2 separate regions of the Lactuca sativa genome follow, and region 1 is linked to region 2. A link is a contact called in public Hi-C data. All regions are on one chromosome and are shown on one strand. Each heading gives the region's core, a stretch centred on a gene start, on an enhancer-like site or on the middle of the called end of the contact. The rest is flanking DNA. Distances are from core to core; before and after follow the strand shown.

What was found. Hi-C and Micro-C count contacts between places; a contact is called where the count stands out from the background.
Region 1: a Hi-C map of leaf shows a contact between it and region 2, with 3 times the contacts expected there. The contact joins the promoter of LOC111878849 here to the promoter of LOC111918705 in region 2. A contact is called at or near these places in 2 of 4 Hi-C or Micro-C datasets (both in leaf).

The regions. Positions count from the first base shown.
Region 1 is chr5:274,196,884-274,200,407 of Lsat_Salinas_v11, forward strand. LOC111878849 (fasciclin-like arabinogalactan protein 7) reads left to right here and starts at 2,019. Exons shown (of 2, transcript XM_023875336.2): 1 at 2,019-2,173; 2 at 3,019-3,524. The coding sequence starts at 3,048.
Region 2 is chr5:273,989,589-273,993,041 of Lsat_Salinas_v11, forward strand. It overlaps LOC111918705 (exopolygalacturonase), which reads left to right and starts at 1,758. Exons shown (of 4, transcript XM_023914341.3): 1 at 1,758-2,372; 2 at 2,501-2,809; 3 at 2,904-3,419. The coding sequence starts at 2,247.

The DNA of each region.
Region 1 (3,524 bases), core at 769-3,268, 210 kb after region 2:
TGGTGTTTCATATAATACATCATGAGACATCCTATGAAATGAAAATATCTCTTTGATTGTTGCTTCCTATACATGATAAATTTCCACGAAATCAGTTTTCACCATCATCGGATTGATTCCTTGCATCATATCTATGTACAAGGATATCATCTACAAGATACATATATACAACCTTTTTACACACAACATGAACAACATTTAGTAAGTGATCGCTTTTATTAATTATGGTTATAACATATTTCAAGCCAAGGATGCTATAAATATAAACAGATGTTATCTTCTTCTAAACATAACTTTATTTTCACCAAATCAACCAACCAAAAAATGTTTACATACGAGGAAAAATCTAAACCCTAATTTATCATATTTGGTCCTAATTAATGATGTTGATTATGTGTCACAACACTTCAATCCAAATACCTACAAATAACTTGGTAGATGCACAAGGGCGGAGCCACCTTAGGACCAGGGTAGGCCCAGGCCACCCAAAAAATTTCATTTTTTTTGCATATAGAAATATGATATTATTTAGGTGTAAGTTAGTCAATAAACACATGTAGTTCAGCAGCAAGACACTATATCTTTGATCATACGAGAAGTGTTCGATCCCAGTGCATTATATATATATATATATATATATATATATATATATTTAAGAGACCATTTTTTTGTAATTCTCTCTCTCTCACACACACACACACTCTCTCTCTCTCTCTCTCTCTCTCTCTATATATATATATATATATATATATATATATATATATATATATATATATATATATATATATATATATATATATATATATATATTTCAATTATTTTATAAGGAACATCTTAAAAAAAAAAATTTGACTCCGCCCTTATGCACTCATTTTGGGTAAGAATGTTTGTTGAAGGCTTGGATATCAATGTGAAAATTACATTTACATTTATTTTTGTACAAAAAAAATCCATTTCGTAAGGATTATTTTGCAGTATTATTGTGAAACCTACTGACACGAAACCGACAAACGATTTTCAAACTAGGTAATTTCCCAATAAGATCCAAAATTTAATAGCAGCTCCAATACTAAACCTTATGGCACAAACGACATGTGAATTTTGTAGACTTCGTTATGAAATATATGGTTATTTTTAAAAAAAAAAAAAAATTAATTGTGGGGCTATTTTTTGTCGAAGTCGTGCCAATAAGGCTTTTGTCCATTTTATTAAAAAAAATGTAACCAACCAAGCCTACCTATGAAAATTGTAATTTGGCCAATATAGGAGGGCTCATCTTAATCCCAACAACACCCCCTCACTCGAAGAAAAATCAAAAAAAAAAAAAAAAAAAAAAAAAAAAAAAAAAAAAATCCACCTCATTTGAAGATTTTGTGACGGTGGTAGGGTAGAGTGCAAGATCGGACATTTCAAACACTATTTGTTTTATTTGATTTTAAATAGGTGAATTAGTTGAGAGAGTTCTTTGATTGAGAAAGCCCACCTTCAATATTGAAACACTATAATAATTACACGTCAAAACTAATACTATCATTATTAAGGAGGAATCGTATTTCTAAAAGACAAAATGAAGAAACATTAACTTATGTACTTCATTTGTCGGTTGATATTTGCCTCTTATATTATTACTTTTTCGTTAAACATAGAGAATTAGTATGTAAAACAGAAGCAATGTCTCATTATGTATAAGTAACACATGCTATAAAAGAAAACCATGATTATATTAAAAATATACAAGATTGATTGACGCAATTCACTAATTCACATGATTTATAAAAACACAAGCAATTTTACAAAGAATCAAAAAAATATTGAAAACTGAATCTTAACTAAAAGAATTTGTACTATCGTCATAGATCCGAGGTATTAAATCTTTCTATGAACTCTGTAATTCCTCACAGATTAAAATTTAATTGTTTGTTTCTCATAAATGTCATATAAGATTATAGGAATGTGACACCAAACCATTTTTTTTTTTTTTTTTTTAAATTTGTGTAGACTTTACGAACTTTTGCTTGTTCTCTTGACTTGTACCAAATGCCACTCAATAAATGGTAGTTTTATTAAGAAAACCCTCTTATTTATACTCTCTCATACATTCCACTCTCCAGTGCATTATCATCTTACTTCACCTTTACTCTCCCCTTCTCTCCCTGAGTATTTCCTGCCAACGGTCAGTCTTTTTCCTCTCAATCGATTCACGCAATTCAATAATCGTATCAGATTTGATGATTGCATTGTGTTATTGTTTGTATAATTGAAGTGGGTATTGCTTTTTATTACCGATTTTTGCTTTTTCTTCATGAATAGATCTAGATCTGCATCTGTATGTATGTGTGTATGTATATGTATGTTATCTTTACGAAGCACATTGTTGAATGTGGAGTGTAGCTACTCTCTGTCTTGCAAGTTTTCTTTGATTATTTCAGTAGTGTGTTGCTGATAAACGAAGCTTTGATCTTGAAATGCAAATCAAATTGTTGGTTTTTTTTAATAATTGGAGATGGGATCTTTGATCTCTGATGTTGGATCTTTGGCTTCATATCGATTCAAGAATTTCGATCTTAAACTCTTCAACTAGTTTGTTCTTTTTAGGTAGTAGATCTGTTTTCTTGAATTTGAAAATCACCAGGAAAGGAAAGATTTGATCTTACGAACAAATTTTGAACCTGTTTCTTCCGATCGTATCTCCTCATTTCTTGGTAAACTCTGTTTTAATTAGAGGGTAATTTTGTAACTTCACAAACATATGATACAACTTGCTCAAGTGAAGTCCAATTTTCGAAAGTCAAAACCATTAAATTCTGTCATAAGATCTTCTAGCGTTGGAATTATTAGCTACAAATTTTTCCATTTTGATTCCTGTTATTTAAATTAGTTCATTATCATTCTGCTATTAGAGAAAATTGAAACAATTTTTATAAATTCTCAACTCAAGAAGCAACTCGATTGACTTGAAAAAGTCAAACACCGTTTCTTTCCATGATCAATTTGTCGAATGGGTTTTTCTGTTTGCAGGATTGGTGTTGATTGAGGTCTTGAAGAACATGGATTCGATCAAGATTTTCATGTGTTTTACCACACTCCTGTTTGCATATGCACAAGCAGCAACATTGGCCGCCGAGTCACCGCCGATTATCTTGACACCAACTCCGGCACCGGCACCAGCGCCGGACTACGTTAACCTCACCGAGCTCCTGAGCGTCGCTGGTCCTTTCTCTACCTTCCTTAAATACCTTGAATCAACCAAAGTCATCGAAACCCTACAAAATCAAGCCAACAACACAGAAGAAGGAATCACTCTGTTTGTACCCAAAGACAAAGCATTTACTTCCCTGAAAAAACCCTCCCTGTCAAACCTCACCGCCGATCAGCTCAAACAGCTCTGTCTTTTCCACGCGCTGCCACATTACTACTCGCTTTCAGACTTCAAGAACCTGAGCGGCGCCGGCCCTGTTAACACGCTCGCCGGAGGTCAGTACACGCTGAACTTCACAGATACCTCCGGCACCGTTCGTATTGGG
Region 2 (3,453 bases), core at 508-3,007:
GTAGAAAAGGAGAAGAGTAAAGATGGGAAAGAGAAAGTAGAAACAAAAACACAAAGACAAGTGGAAACATTTTCTAGCATAAGTTGCAATGGTAATCTAGTTTGTACAGACCAGGGAAAAGCCGTCTCTTATGTATTCAAGAATTTGAATATGGTCAAAAGGAAACTCTTCTCTTTTGATTCATGGTTTATTGCACACAAGCAATTTGATGAAAATCCTCAAAGAGTTCATTGTTGTTCTTGGCTTAAGAACAGGGGTTGTTTGGACCTTCAACCATTTTCATGTTCCGTGCATTGCATCAAATCTCTTTTACATACTCTGTCTTCACCTCACCTTTGTTCAAAAAAAAAATAGCAATCCCAGCTTGGATTTGAGCTACTTCAAGAAACTAGATTACTCTTCAAAAGATCTAAATGGAAATATTTGATCTCAAAAGAAACTTATACATATCGGAAATCACATGCTTTCCATTTCCTCTAAGATGGTTTGGAGAATGGTATTACAGGACATATTTAGATGTAGGTGAATTTGGGTTTTGTGGATCTGTTGTAAGACTTATGAATTTAATAGATCGTCCAAGTATTTCGGTTTATATTTATAGGTATATGAGTGGGCCAGATAGGGTACCTCAAATAGTTCCTAAATCTATATGTATATTTGAAAGGTATGCTGGAGATATTGCTTGGAGACATATTGAAGCATTTATATTTTATATTTTATTTTTTAAGGTGTTAATTTGTTTTTAATGTAATGTGTTAATGTTATTAAACTTTTATCCTTATTTATTTATATTATTGTATTAAAGTTGGATTTATTAATTTTTGAACATTTTTATTAATAATTAATGGTCTCCGCTTAGCCGGTTAATCCCTTGACTCCAATCTAACGCCGAGCTATCGCCAAAAGTTTTTTACAACCTTGATACACACACACACTAGGTGTATACCTGCACAAATGGACGACGACAATTATTATTGTTTCAATGATTGGTTTTTTTAGAAAGTCTTATTTGATTATTTCAATGACTATAAATTTTCTTGCTGATATGTTAGAAAATTTGGTACCCAACCTTTGGGCAAACATAATACCCACGTTAAAAAAGAAAAAAATCATTGATGTTTCTTTCCTTCAATATTTTCGTTGATTATTTTTTACCATAATTAGTTTTTTTCATAGATGAAAGGTTTGTGCATAACATAATTATATATTAAGTTATCAAGAATGTAACTCTTAAATTTTAAGAAAAATTAAATATGCTTTATAATATATATATATATATATATATATATATATATATATATATATATATATATATATATATATATATATATATATATATATATATATATTCTATAATGAATTTTCTATCCACAACTTTATGTCATTATTCAACAATGAATAAATGAATAATCGCATGTTAAAACTAAAATTAGAATTTACTACAAAAATACACATACATAAATTTATAATAGAATAACAACCTTATAATGAATATATGATTAATCAAATGTTAATATTCATATTATAATTACTTCAACAATACATATATACAATATTCATTACAGAATAATAACATAAACATAGTGTTTTTACGTTCTCACACTATTTACTGTTTTTATTTGAACTTACTTCTATATATATATATATATATATATATATATATATATATATATATATATATATATATATATATATATATATATATATATATATATATATATATAATCGGTATTCATATGAATTTAGACTCATATATACACACATAAAATATTTTAGAGTTTTCGATTATTTCTGTATCCAGTTATATTTGGAAAGTATCACTATATCTAAGGTCCCCCAATCCCAATTGAATGAGCGATTCACGTGTTTACTAATTCCACTTCAACATAGTCTAACTATAATCCAAGCAAATCTGCACTCAAATAGATTGCTGCCTGAATCTGGACCACTTCTCCGATATCGATGGCATCTCCCATGTCTCAAAAAATATCGAAATTCATGACTACAAACTTGAAAATAATTCAATGACAAATAGTATTTAACAGCTGAAAATCTGACCGTAAGTTGGTCCTACTAATTTTGTTCACCTGAGATTAAATGTGTGGAGGACAAAAAATAGATTAAGAGCCTCATATAAATTGGCGTTGAAATCCATTTAGATACTCTTCCATATAATTTCTAGTTACATTCCTCGACCATTTGGATTATTAAAAATAAGTTACAGAATAAATAAAAAATATAAAAAAATGGCTGCATCAACTTCTATAGGTTTGTTTCTCTTTGTAGGATTTCTAGTCGCAAGAACCAAAGCAGGGCCAATCGATGTCAAAACTAAAGGTGCCAAGGGCGATGGCGTCGCCAATGATGCAGAAGTACGTACATAAACACATATACATACACGTTACGTTTTTTCTTTTTAATTTCTTCTTTTCATATGAATATTCATTTAAATTTGGATTGATCTGTTGTGGGCATGCATTATATATATATATATATGCAGGCGATTATGACTGCATGGAAAGAGGCTTGTGATTCCCCAAACCCATGTCAGGTGGTGATCCCACCGGGAACATATATGGTGTCTTCTCCACTTACATTATCAGGTCCATGCAAGAACCCTATTGAGATAAATGCAAATGGAGCCACCCTCAAAGCCCCATCGGATCCTACCGGCATAAAAGGACCAGGTTGGATCATGTTTAAAAATGTCGATAAGATGACTTTATCTGGAGGTATCTTCGATGGACAAGGCCAGGAGGCTTGGAAGACAAACAACGCTGCCAAAACCGGAAAGTGCGACTTACCATATGTACGTATATGTAGTAGATCCCTGATTATATATATGATATGATATGTCCTTGGATTAATTTGATTGATATTTGTTTTTCAATTAATTTGATCAGAACTTCAGATTCGATATGGTGAAGGCTTCGTTCATTAGAGGTATAACATCAATGAACAGCAAACACTTTCACATGAATTTTCTTGGGTGCGACGGAACAACCGTTGAGAAAGTGACGATTGAAGCACCGGCGGAGAGTCTGAACACAGACGGGATGCATATCGGGAGAACAAATGGTCTCAACATTACCGATTGCACTATAAAAACAGGCGATGATTGTGTCTCCATTGGTGATGGAAGCTCGAATATCCATATCGAGAAAATAAAATGTGGACCTGGACATGGCATCAGTATCGGAAGCCTGGGTAAGTACCCGGATGAAGCACCGATTGACGGAATCTTTATCAAGGGTTGCACGATGACCGGCACCGATAATGGTCTCCGGATCAAGACGTGGCCTGGTTCACCACCTGGAAAAGCAGTCAACATGCATTTCGATGATGTTCAAATGGAAAATGTCGGAAACCCTATATTAATCGATCAAGAATACTGCCCTTATGTCGGTTGTAAACCTGAGGTACGTTATTAATCCTTCAATTCAATTCCTTTCT